Regions from separate parts of the Sus scrofa genome. Here regions 1 and 3 are each linked to region 2. A link is a contact called in public Hi-C and HiChIP or PLAC-seq data. All regions are on one chromosome and are shown on one strand. The core of a region is the stretch at or near the end of the contact, and the rest is flanking DNA. Distances in the headings are between cores, read along the strand shown. Region 1 overlaps LOC110256287 (a long non-coding RNA gene). Region 2 overlaps MKRN2 (probable E3 ubiquitin-protein ligase makorin-2). Region 3 has its middle 35 kb from the start of TMEM40.

Region 1 (4,109 bases), core at 233-2,732, 98 kb after region 2:
GGCCATGGCATAGGCCAACAGCTGTAACTCAGATTCGACCCCAAGCCTGGGAACTTCCATATGCCTCAGGTGCAGCCCTAGAAAGCAACAATAAATAAATACATAAAAATAAAAAATGAAAAATAAAAAATTACTCACGCTTATATGATACCATGTTCCAGGCACTATTCTAAATGCTTTATATAGATTAACATTAATTCTTTATAATAACTGTGAAGTAGGCACTATGTCATCCCCATTTTATAGCTGAGTAAACTGAGGCTTATAGTTATACCACTTACCTGGGGTCATACAGCTAGCAAACGGCAGAACCAAGAATCAAACCCAGGCAGTTAACCATTACACTTTAAGGGTGACCTTAAAGTCTGGAAATAGAGAAAATTTTATTATGTATTATCAATAAACACCTTTTTCTGAAAATTCCTCTATGTTTCCAGATTTAGTGGCCATTCTATAGGTGCTAGATGTTTTCAAATACATTATTTTCTTTCATCTTCCCAGAAGGTTTGCTTCATTATCTCCATTTCACTAATAGGAAAACAAGGGATCAGAGAGGTAAAGTTACCACCCAAGGTCACACAGCTGGTAAGGGCCCTGGTCAAGATTCAAATTTAATTTTCTCAGGTTATTGCTATTCCGTCTCTGGCCATCTTCTCCAGAGTGTCTTCCTCAGTCCCTAATGTCATCCTTTGGTCCACCGAGGATGGAAAATTTTGTCCGGGTTCCAGACTGACAGGCCCCAGCCCTACTGCAAACTCCTCCCTGGCTCCGCTGATTTATAAAGAAGGTGGGGAACATTCCCCATATTCCAACCCCACCCTGACCCAGGATTCCCAAAGTGGAGAGAGAAGCAGGCAGACCGCTGGCTTCGCCCCTTGCGAACTCTAGGGGGTGGGGGTGGGGCGGGTGGAAGGAGGGCTCCGGGCCCCAGAGAGACTGAGCCGGCAGTCCCAGTTTACAGCCCTGCATAAACAATGGCGGCAATTTCTCCAACTCTGCCGCTTGGGCACAGGCCCAGAGCCTCTTAGATGCCTCCATCCAGGCTTGTTCCACCGGACGATCAATGCGTGCAAAGTGTGCAGGGCGACCTGTTTCTAAAAAGATCTCCTTTGGGCCGAGACTTTGAAAGAGAGCCAAAGGCCCCAACCTAAAATAGTCAGCCTACTGCCCTGTTATTTTCACGGCTTAAAAAAAAAATCCTTCCAAAGCCAAGCGAGTATTTTTACCACAGGGCTGCTTAGAATAGCAACACCTATTTACTTGGAGGGCGGAGACTGCAGGGCTTGTTTCAGGCCTGGGTGATTATCTGGACTGGAGACGCAGTGCATGCTGTCATGGGCAGACAGTCCTCCTCATCAGAGGGCTGGGTCCTAGGTCCTTACTCCACAGGCGCCCCAGCCTTTATCCCTACCCAGTACACAATCCATATCCTGGGCCCCCTGCACCTCCATTTCTAAACTGCTCCTGGTATGCTAGCTCATCTCAGCCCTCAGATCATCTGCAGCCTTCACCCACTGCTTCTCTCTGTGGCCAAAGTGTGACCTGTCCATGGACGTGGCCCTGGTCCATGGATGTGGCCCTGGCCTATGTCCCACAACCTAAGGGGCAAACATCAGCCCCAATGAATGATCATAATCACAACCGAATTCCTAAAAATTTAAATTCCTGAAAAAGCCAGGAACCATGCTACGTTCTCTTGTATTATCTCATTGAATTTTTAGGACTGCCTATGAGGTTCCCATTTGGCAGAAGGGAAAACTGAATTTTAGGCTCACCCAGTCAGAGGACAGGCTAGGAGACCTGAACCCAGCTGGGTGGCTCCCAGTATGAGCTCTAGATCATTCTCTCATCAATGTAGGTTTTTATTATGTACAGATGAAATTATCCCATCTTGTATTACATATTATTGTGACCATCTGCTGACATTGCCCCCGAATGCTGCTTCTGGAGAGGGATAGGGAGTAAAAGCCTGAGACACTTTTTACTTGTTTCTTTAAACTTTCCTGTTTTTTGGTTTTGGTTTTTTATTTTGTTTTGTTTTTAATGAGCATGTATCAGTTTTATTATCAGAAAAACAATTGGTTGAGAAAAACAAACAGAAGCCAGCACTCAGTGTCTGTGGCAGAGGCAGCATATACAGGGATTAACAGCACACACACTCAGGGGCCAGCCCCTCCTCTAGCACTGCCACTTCCCAGCTGTGTGACCTTGGGTAATTCATCTAGCTTCTCTGTGCTTCTGTTTCCTCACCCTTGAAAGGAAGGCTAATAATAGCATCTACGTCATAGGTCAGACATGAGGATAAACATGTTGAAAGTGCTGGAGGCAGTGTCTGACACACAGCAATGACTCCAGAAGGGCCTGCCATCATCTGACACCTCTGGACTCTAGAGGAAAGGCAAAGATTTGCAGGGGAGGGGGGTGCTAGCTGGTTTCAGGGGTCAGCAGCTGTCAGTACGCCAAGGGGTAAGGCTTGCGGCAATCAAGAGAATGCAAAACTGTGGCTGGAAGAGGCTGCAGTTTTAAGATATAATGCACTTTCTGAAAGAAATGTAACCCCAGGATTTTATGAAGTCCCTTAGAGTTTAATATTGGCTCAAATTGAACAATAACAACTAAAATCAGCTCCATAGCCCTTTAGCCCAGGCTGCCAGCCTGCAGCCTTGCTCTCTTGGCCCCCTGCTTCAGTGGTCCTTGGTCCCAGAGGAACCCTGACACCCAGCAGCTGACAGTGAGAGGTGGCCTGAGTCACAGATACCCATATTTGGAGGGAGGTGGCTCTAGCTAACTAGGTAGGGATTGTCATCTCCATTTTATACATGAGTTTACTGAGGCTAGGAGAGGGAGAGCAACTTGCCCAAGGCCATACAGTTTAGCATCTGATGGAACCAGAATTCAAACCCAGGAATTTCTGGTTCCAAAGTCTGTACTTCTAGGGCTACTTACTAATTTAGTACTTTCCTTCTTGAACAGGACGTCCAACTTCAAGGTTCTGAAAACAGTAAGAAAAAAATTTTCTCCCTGTAGCATTTCTTCTCTTAATTTTTTTGCGGGAGTCGGGGGAGTCCCTGGTAGCTCATGGGATTAAGGATCTGGCGTTGCTCAGATTTGATTCCTGGCCTGGAAACCATTTGCCTTGAGATAACAACTGTTGATTCCCAACATCATCTCTAAATGAAATGAGGTTTTTCTCTGCAGAGCACACAGATAGTTAGATTGAAGGCAGCTCCCCATCCCCGGGCCCTGTCTTGCCATCACCCGCCTCCACATAGTATTTCTCTGCACAAGTCATCAGCCACTCTTGAGCTGCCCACTCTCCTTGAAGGACTATGCTAACTGTTAAGAAAAGGATCAGAGCCCTAAATGCAGGAAGGGCTATAGCTGGGTGGCGATGGGATGGAAAGAGAGAGAACATTCAATCAGCCCCTTCTCATAGCCAGGCACAGTGACTTCCAACAGCCCACTTCTATTCTTTTTTTTTTTTTTTTTTTTTTTTGTCTTTTTGTCTTTTTAGGGCTGAACTCACGGCATAAGGAGGTTCCCAGGCTAGGGGTCCAATTGGAGCTGTAGCCGCCGGCCTACACCACAGCCACAGCAACACCAGGTCCAAGCCGAGTCTGCGACCTACACCACAGCTCATGGCAACGCCGGATCCTTAACCCACTGAGCGAGGCCAGGGATCAAACCCCTAACCTTATGGTTCCTAGTCGGATTCGTTTCCACTGCACCAAGACAGGAACTCCCAACAGCCCACTTCTAAACTATTGTGAAACTTCCTGGGAGTTACCTGTGATGCAGGTATTATTATCCCCATTTTATAGCTGATAAACTGGAAGGTCTAAAAGAAGAAGGAATTTCCCCAAGTTTCTGTGCCTTGCAAAATAGAAGTTATATCTCTCTGGACTCTCACTCCTCCAAGCATGGTCCCTGGACCAGCAGCATTAGAGAGTCACCTGGGAGTTTGGCAGAAATACATAATAGTCTAGCATCAAGCAGTGCAAAAGCAAATCCCACCACAAAGCTGGGAGAGTCATGCCGTGGGCTACTCCTGCATGCAGGTGGGTACATATCTCCTGGGTCCTGGGACCCTGACAAAGAAAAGTGAGGAG
Region 2 (4,102 bases), core at 1,137-3,636:
GTTGTGTTCCATTGATCTGTATGTCTGTTTTTGTGTCAGTACCATCCTGTTTTGATCATTTTAGCTTTGTAATACAGTTTGAAATCAGGAAGTGTGGCGCTCCAGCTTCATTCGTCCTTCTTGGGATTGCTTTAGCTATTCCAAGTTTTTGTGGGTCTATACAGATTTTAGGATTGTTTTTTCTATTTCTATGAAAAATGCCATTGGAATTTTGATAGAGATTGCAGTGGTCTCTAGATTGCTTTGGGTAAAGAATTAACAATATTAATTCTTCTAACCCTTGAGCATGGAGTATCTTCCCATTTATGTCAACTTCAATTTCTTTCACCACTGTCTTACAGTTTTCAACATACAGATCTTTCACCTTTGTGGTATTCTGGGTACTATATTCTTTTTTATGCAATTTTAAATGAGATTTTCGTAATTCCTCTTTATGGTAATAATCCATTGTTAGTACATGGAAAACCAACTGATTTTTATACATTGATTTTGTATCCTGCACCTTTACTGGAATGTATAGCTGTAATATTTACATACATTAGAACCGTACAAGGTAATGTAATTTTCACCATAACTTGTGTATTTTTTAAAAGGAAAATAAGTTGTTTATATTTACCAACATATTTAATATTACCAGTGCTCTTTCCTCTGTTATGTAATTCCTTCCAGTTGATGTAATTTCTCTTCAGCCTCAAGAATGCCTTTAACATTTTGCTCATTTGCTAATGATGAATTCTTAGTTTTCTTTTTATCAGAAATCACTCCCCTCCCCCATTCTTGAGGGATATTTTTATTGACTAAATCGGTCTTTTGTTTTTGTTTCAATTTCTGGCTCCATTTTCAATGAACAGAATTCTGAAATGATTGGGGGTCTCCCCCCACTTTTCTTTCAGCACTTTGCGAATGTTCCACTGTTATCTGACTTCTCTGGTTTATGGTAAGAAGTCAGTGGTTGTTCAGACGGTAGTGTCATTTTTGAGTCTTTATCTTAGTTTTTAAGAAGTTTGATGTTTTGCCTTGGGAGTGATTTTTCCTATTTAACTGCGTGGTTTTCTTTGAGTTTGTAAGGGAAAATTCTTACCAAATGTAATACCAAAAGTAGGGAAATTCTGGCCATTGTTTCATCAAATATTTTTTCTACCCTGTTTTTTTCTTCTGGGACTCTTAATCACAGGTAATGGACTTTTTTATATTGTTCTGCAAAGTTTGGGGCTCTGTTTTGTGGTGTGTATGTAGTTTGTTTTGTTTTGTTTTCATTCTTTTTCCCCTCTCTTCATCTTCTTGAACACACATATAGTAGCTGCTTTGAAATCCTTGTCATTTGAAGTTGGTCTCTGTTGACTCTTTTTCCCTTTAGAATGGGTAACATTTTACTGATTCTTCATTATGATGAGTCATTTGAGGTTGTGTTCTAGACACTGTAAATGTTACCCAGTAGAAATTCTGGATTTTTTTAGGTACATCTATAAAGGAAGCATTGTTTTATTTTAATAGATAAATTGTTTAGATTCAAACTTGTGGGCAGCAGTTCAAATCTCAGTTTTTTATCCTTTGCAGAGTTGCCATGAGCCTGCTCCACTGATGTGTGTGTGGGTCAGGGGCTGGTTGGGGATTTGGATGAAGTTGATACACAGCATTTCGGTGGGTCCCTCTCAGGCCCTTTTTTTATGGGAGGCGGGGGGTGAGCAGGGGCTGCTTCCTCACTGGTTCATTTCCTCTGTTTCTTTGTTCTTAGAGCCAGAAAAACTTGGCTCTCTCTCCACGGGAGTTTTAGCTACCCTGCGTAGATATTTAACAGGCACCTGCTCTAGGCTAAACGTTTTTGGGTTTGTTTTGTTTTTCTTTTTGCTTTTTAGGGCCACACCCGCAGCATATGGAGGTTCCCAGGCTAGGGGTCTAATCGGAGCCACAGCCGCCGACCTATGCCACAGCCACAGCCACACCAGATCCAAGCCGCGTCTGTGATCTACACCACTGCTCACAGCAATGCCAGCAATGCCAGATCCTTAACCTACTGAGCGGGCCCAGGGATTGAACCCGAAACATCATGGTTCTTAGTCAGATTCATTTACACTGCACCAGGACGGGAACTCTTTTTTTTTTTTTTTTCCCCCTAAAAAAGTTAACCTCTTGCCAATTCCATCCTTCTAAATAATTTAAACCTGCTTCTCTTCATTCTCCAATGCCTGCCTGTCTGTATTTCTAGTTAATCTGTAGGAAGGGTACTAAAAGCATAATTGTATGTCATCTTTTTAAATGGTTTCCTTTAAGTTGCATATTGATTACTAAAGGCTTGATAATTTCTCGTTTCACCATTTTTTTCTCCTGTGGTGTTACTCTGTGTCCACCAGAGGGCAGAAGTGGCGAGGCAGAGGGGTCCAGCCTGGAGAAGGCAGCTCTGCTGTTCTTGTGTAATTGCTGTTTAGGTCTTCCTGGCCTTGGTTTCTGTTGAGGATGGTGTTTTTATGCATTCTGCACACTTTTACAGGGCAATAGGCCAGGCACTTTCAAGCTAAGCACCAGTGGGGAATATAGAGTAAAAATCATTAAGAAATTTCATGGGAAATTGCAAAAAGTAGTTATACAGGTTTTTTGGTGACATATTCCTCATGAGAGACCCATCTAGCGGTGGTAACAAAGAAGGCATTGGGATCCCCCTGGGGGTGTCAGAGAAAGCAGGAGGAGGAGGACCTGAGCCCTGAAACATGATAGCCTGTGTGTCCTGGGGATGGGGGGCCAGGGGAATGACAGATTTTGTTTGTGGAGCAATGGCAGTGGTCCCTGGGGCTGGCAAAGGTGTGTGGAAGGATGTGGGACCTACTGGGACACAGACATGAGTTAAGTCTGATGCGTCCTTGCGCTTCAGCCTAATCGTGGTCTTTAAGAACAGGGTGACATGGAGCTCCTGCTGTGGTGCAGTGGGATCAGCAATGTTTTGGGAGCGCTGGGACGCAGGTTTGATCCCCAGCCCAGCACAGTGGGTGAAGGATCCAGAGTTGCCACGTCTGTGGCTTAGGTCATGCAGGACCTTGGCAGGTGGGCAGCAGAGGATGGTCGATTGGGGAGGTGCTTTGTGACAGAAGTAACAACGGGATATGAAAGCTGAGAACAAAGAGGGAACCCCAGTGAACTGGAGGCTTTTGTCCTTGGTGACCAAATAAGGCTGGGAGGAAAATGATTTGGGGGTGGAGGCTAGAGAATAATGTTTGTATCCTGATGAGTTTGTTAAGTAAAGCCAGTGTCCTGCAGACTGTGGTAAGAACTCACCATTTTGGGTTTTTTTTGTTTTTTGTTTTTTTTTTTTGCCATTTCTTGAGCCGCTCCCATGACATGTGGAGGTTCCCAGGCTAGGGGTGAATTGGAACTGTAGCCGCCGGCCTATGCCGGAGCCACAGCAATGCCAGATCCAAGCTGCATCTGCAACCTGCACCACAGCTCATGGCAACGCCAGATCCTTAACCCACTGAGCCAGGCCAGAGATTGAACCCGCAACCTCATGGTTCCTAGTCGGATTCGTTAACCACTGAGCCATGACGAGAACTCCGAGAACTCACCATTTGAGTGGTCATTTGAAGATCTGCTCAGAACTTTGGGGACCAGGGACCCTGGAAGGTGTCTGGACCACAGACCTGGTGGGAGGGGACAGCTGTTGGGGAGCTTCTCTTTGTGCTGCTGAGGCCTGTCTCAGAGACTCTGCCCACCCTCTTTGCCATCCCCTGCTCTGAGAAAACGGAAAGCACTGGAGTCAAGGAAGCCCCTTCCTTGTCGTCTGCCACTGTGATGTACCCCAGCCCCCCTGGCAGCAGCTGGCCCTGTCTGCTGAGGTTTGGCTTCATTTCTGCACCTTCCCCTCCCAGACACTTTCCACCTTTGAACATCTCTTCCTCTTCGTCTTGGGATCATTTAGGATTGCATCGGTCCTAATTTCATTTTAGCAAGAAGGATGGGAATTCTCAGTTTGGTTCTGAGTTACTTCAGGAGCAGGGGTTCTTCCCATAGGGGTCTGTAGCTAGAATTAAGACAGGGGAAGAAGACCTGTGTGTCTTAAATAAAACACTTCTGAGGGAGGGTTTGTAGCATGTAGTTAAGCAGCTCTGCTCTG
Region 3 (4,734 bases), core at 690-3,189, 120 kb after region 2:
TGTATTTATTTATTTTTGTCTTTTTGCCTTTTTCTAGGGCCGCTCCCACAGCATATGGAGGTTCCCAGGCTAGGGGTGTAATCAGAGCTGTAGCCACCGGCCACAGCCACAGCACACACAGGATCCGAGCTGTGTCTGCGACCTACACCACAGCAACACCTGATCCTTAACCCACTGAGCAAGGCCAGGGATTGAACCCGCAACCTCATGGTTTCTAGTTGGATTTGTTAACCACTGCGCCACTATGGGAACTCCTCCCTCTCTCTTTTAAATTTTTTTTTTAATTTTTAAATTTTTAAAAATTAAAGTAGAGTTATTTTACAATGTGCCAATTTCTGCTGTGCAGCAAAGTCCCCTCTCATTTTTGAATTGGGTGGTTTATTTTGTTGTTGAGTTATAGGAGTTTTGTTTTGTTTTTTATATTCTGGATGTTAAACCCTTATTGGATGTGTGACTAGCAAAAACTTTCTGTCCTTCTATGGGTTGTCTTTTCACTCTTGATAGTCTCCTCTGATGCACGAAAGAGTGCAGGTGTATTCTTCAAAGGAAAATTGCAGTGGTAGAAAAAACACCAGGGTAAATAACAAATACTGGCTACAACCATCTACCAAGTGACCCCACCTGGAGCTCTGGGAGCATTCTAGATGTCCCTTTTTCCTTCCTTCCTTTATTCACTCACTTAATCACTCATTCATTCACTTGCAGAACAGACTCAGAGTCTAGCTGGGGAGGCCACTGTGGACAGAGGGGATTGCCATGCTGGAGGCAAGAACTCCAGCCACGGGGAAAGGCCAGGGGACTGTGGGTGGGCACACACTTCCAGTCATACTGCGGATCAGACCTTAATGTCTTCAGAGTTACCCTTTTTTCTCTGCTCCTGTGGCCCTGCCTCTCGTTTCATCCTGTTAGTCTGGGTCCTCTGAGAAGCTAGCACAGGACGAGATGAAATATGGAAGGATTTCATTAGGGAAATCTCCTTTGGGAGAGAAAAACGGGGAGGGAGTGGCAGCCTGAAGGAGCCGTGAGACGGCGATGCACATCTGGCCCCAGGTGAAGAAGCAAGGGAAGGAGGGCTGGGTGGGAGGGTGGAGTGTACTGGTCAGTCTAAGGAAGGCATGGCAGGTGTTGAGGGTCCTCAAGGTGAAGTCAGCTGTCAGAGGAGTCCCGTGTCTCCCAGGCAAGGGCCTGCTTAGTATCCATCTGAGTCAAGGGCTGGGAGCCCCCTGTGGGAAGCATGGCCTTGGTGCAAACACAGAGCACGGCAGCCCTTGGTCAGTGACAGTCCCTTTAGCTGGAGCTCATGCTCATTCTCCCGGCCCCACAGGGCCACCAGAGTGACCTTTCTAAAATGCAATCTCACCACGCCACTCCTCCACCCAAACACCTTCCAGGGCTCCCCAGTGTCCTTGGGGTAAAATTTCAGCTCCTTATCCCAGCTCTCAAGGTCTTGCAGGGCAAGAAGGCCATTTACCCTGTGTGCCACCTTGCCCATTAATCCTTACTCCCACTTGGCCATGACCCCTACCCACCATGTGATAACTTCACTCCCTCCTGCCTTTGCCCACCCTGTGCTCTCTGTTTGCAAAGCCCAGCCCCCACGTCTAGCACTTTCCCTGGCTTCCCAGGCTCTGTCAGCGGCACCCTTATCCCCACCACTGATCCTGCCTGGGTCCTCTGGAACTGAGGAGCTGAGTCAGGAGAAGAACAACAGCTGCCACAATCTTATCCCTCAGCTCAAGCTGGACAGCATGGCCTGGAAACACTCTCACACCCGCGTCCTCCCTCTTCTGTGGTCAGAGCAGAAACCCAGTCCACGGTGTCCAGGGCAACCAGGGACAGACACCCCCTCATCCAAGCCCTTCTCCCTCGCCCCACTTTGCAACCCTGCCTTCTTGGACTCAGGATCCAATGCTTTATTTTTAGGCCACTTTTTGGACTGGAGTTCCGGGAATCTGCCTGATGCCTGAGGTGTAACCAGACCCTGCAGACCAAGGCCTTGAGCTGCAGCCGGGTGGGGAAGCAGCGAGGGGTTCCCAGGGCAGCGCTGGGGGCCAGGGCCCCAGGGAGGCAGTGCACCAGGCCAGGTGGGCCCTGGGCCCTTCACTGAGATCTGGGGCAGTGAGGCTGGGCTTCCTCTTCCAGGGCACAAGGGGCTCCAAACACCTGAACCACCTGAGCCCCACCTTTGACCGCCAGGCCCAGAAAGGCCAAGGCTACCAGCAGCAGATTGAACCCAGGTCCTCACAAGGCAGTCAGGCTGCCAAAAACTGGAAAGAAAAATGATTGTGGCCTCCTGCCCTGGCTTGCTTTCCCATCCTGTGGGTACCCCAGCTCAGCTCCTGTCCCCTGGCTTAACACTGTGGAGACCCTACCCCTGCCCATAGCACAGGGCCTGCAGGTCAGATCCAGTTTTGTCTGACGACAGATAATTTGACGTATTTCTTAAAATTATGGTAAAATACATGTAACACAAAATTTACCATCTTAACTGTGTTTAGGTGTAACATTCAGTGGCCTTAAGCATATTCACAAGGTTGTATAACCATCACCACGATCCATCTCCAGAAACTTTCATCTTCCCAAACCAAAGCTCTGTCCCCATTAAAACTAACTCCCCTCCCCTCCCCCCACCCCTGGCACCCCCCCCCCCCCAATGCTACTTTGTGTTTCTGTGACTTTGACTATCCTAGGGACCTCATAAAAATGGAATCATCCAGTATTTTGTCCTTTTTGTGTCTGGCCTATTTCACTGAACACAATGTCCTCAGGGTGCATCCATGTTGTCACACATGTGTAGGATTTTGTTCTTTTTTAAGGCTGGATAATATTTCGTTGTGTGTGCAGATCACATTTTGTTTCTCCAGTCATCCCCTTATGCATCTTGGGTTGCTTCCACATTTTGGCTACTGTCAGTCCTGCTCTTATGAACATGGGTGTGCATATATTTTTTTCAACCCCTGCTTGTAATTCTTTGGGGTATATATCCAGAAGTAGACTTCCTGGATCATAAAGTAACTCTGTTTTAAATTTTTTGAGGAAGCACTCTATGGTTTTCCATAGCAGAATTTGAAATGTAAAAACTCCAGCTGTTGGAGTTCCCATTGTGGCTCAGTGGAAATGAATCTGACTAGTATGTGAGGACACAGGTTCAATCCCTGGCCTCACTCAGTGGGTTAAGGATCCAGTATTGCCGTGAGCTGTGGTGTAGGTCGCAGACGAGGCTCAGATTCTGAGTTGCTGTGGCTGTGGCTGTGACTGGCAGCTGTAGCTCTGAATGGACCCCTAACTTGGGAACCTCCATATGCAGCCCTGAATCATGGTTGGTAAAGGATTGCCTATATCCTTAGGGGTACTAACATTAATCAATGCTTGACCAGACAGTGATGATAATAAGACACTGGAGAACTGACAGGTTGCTAAGGAGAAAAAAGAAAGAAAATTGATGGAGGATTAAATGAAACTTACCTGATATGGGGTAAAAGAAAAAAAAAATTAGCTGCTAATGTTAAAAAAAAAAATCTGGGTTTCCTGCTTCTGCTGAGAAATTGGAGATCCGGCTCCTCTCAGAGACACCAGCGCCCACTGGCAGGGCCCCCTCTTTAGAGGTCTGGGTCCTGGCTTTGTAAGGCCCTCTCCCAAGCTTGTGGTTCTAACCTCTCCCTTTGTTCCCCTGGCCCGAGGTGGTGACCCTCCCCCAGTCAGACTCTGTGATACCTCTGTGCCTTTTCAGTCTCCTGTGCCTGCTTAACAGCTCCCCTAACTGCAATAGATCTCTGTAAAAACCCTGTTATGGTTCTGCTCTCCTGGCTGGTACCACTCAGCTGGTGCCACACTGGGCCGCAGCTGCCCCCGGGGGTTAGGCATGGGCACCCTTGGCCCCCTTTCTCCCCTGCTCCCCATTTTTCTACACTGACTCTTTCTACCCGAAGGGTCAATCAAGTACCTCCTACTTACTGAGCCTCTGGTCTGTGCCAAGAATGCAATTATCTCCACAATCCTCACCATGCACCACGAGGTGGGCTCTGCTATACAGATGAGGAAACTGGGGCTGGGGCACAGAAGGTTAACCACTCTGCCCTCAAGTCAGCAAGTTCATGCTTCTATTTTGAAAACTTGTTCTATGTGTACCTTTGATAAATATCTTATCTGCAAACTCCATTCTCTCTTTTGAGGAAAGTAAGTTGCACACGAGTGCTTGAAATCCAAATCTCAGAATCTAACTTTCTGTGTCTTGTTTTCTTGTCTGCACAAGGGGGATTGTGGACAGATGCCACCTCTCAGGGTTGTGATGAGGATGAAATGACATGATGTGTGTAAAGTGCTGAGCTCCGCAGCCAGCATGTAACAAGTAATGAACAAATGTTAGCTGCTGACACTATCATCTAAATATAGAGGAATTATTCTGGAAAGCATGAAATACCTAGTGGCTGGAAATCATGCTTATGGAGAGTATACAGTAATGGAAAAATGCTTATTACCGATGAAAAGAAAAGGGCCCCAAATAAAAATAAGTGCACTCATGCACGAAAAAGACTGCAGGAAACACACCAAAATACCATCTGTGGTTGATGTGAGGTTCTGGGATTGGGGACATTTTTTTTCTAACAAAATATTAAAAAAGGCACTAAATCATTGCAAAGAAGCACAATACTCCTCACTTGATCTGCAGGGGTAGTGTAACCCCAGCAGGATTTCACCGGCTCCTTTGCAGAAGTGGACAAGTTGATCCTAAAA

Evidence for each region. Hi-C and Micro-C count contacts between places; a contact is called where the count stands out from the background. HiChIP or PLAC-seq counts read pairs in DNA pulled down with a chosen protein or histone mark.
Region 1: a contact with region 2 is called in an H3K27ac HiChIP or PLAC-seq map of skeletal muscle. The contact joins two enhancer-like sites. A contact is called at or near these places in 2 of 5 promoter capture datasets (fetal liver and liver), 6 of 47 Hi-C or Micro-C datasets (alveolar macrophages, blood, liver and 1 more) and 2 of 2 datasets of contacts at active chromatin or transcription factors (alveolar macrophages and skeletal muscle).
Region 3: a contact with region 2 is called in a Hi-C map of skeletal muscle, with 5 times the contacts expected there. The contact joins two enhancer-like sites. A contact is called at or near these places in 27 of 47 Hi-C or Micro-C datasets (adipose tissue, alveolar macrophages, blood and 16 more) and 2 of 2 datasets of contacts at active chromatin or transcription factors (alveolar macrophages and skeletal muscle).

The regions. Positions count from the first base shown.
Region 1 is chr13:68,673,844-68,677,952 of Sscrofa11.1, forward strand. LOC110256287 (a long non-coding RNA gene) reads right to left here. Exons shown (of 3, transcript XR_002337660.1): 2 at 282-2,992. Among named protein-coding and RNA genes, the nearest start is that of RAF1, 18 kb to the left of the region's middle. Within about 2 kb of position 1,483, at least 36 of the 83 cell types and tissues checked have an H3K27ac peak or open chromatin away from gene starts, as enhancers often do. A contact at or near this core is called in skeletal muscle, where this site is marked.
Region 2 is chr13:68,574,950-68,579,051 of Sscrofa11.1, forward strand. All of the region lies in intron 6 of MKRN2 (probable E3 ubiquitin-protein ligase makorin-2), which reads left to right. Among named protein-coding and RNA genes, the nearest start is that of MKRN2, 31 kb to the left of the region's middle. Within about 2 kb of position 2,387, at least 4 of the 83 cell types and tissues checked have an H3K27ac peak or open chromatin away from gene starts, as enhancers often do. A contact at or near this core is called in skeletal muscle, where this site is marked.
Region 3 is chr13:68,699,457-68,704,190 of Sscrofa11.1, forward strand. No RefSeq gene overlaps it. Among named protein-coding and RNA genes, the nearest start is that of TMEM40, 35 kb to the right of the region's middle. Within about 2 kb of position 1,940, at least 2 of the 83 cell types and tissues checked have an H3K27ac peak or open chromatin away from gene starts, as enhancers often do. A contact at or near this core is called in skeletal muscle, where this site is marked.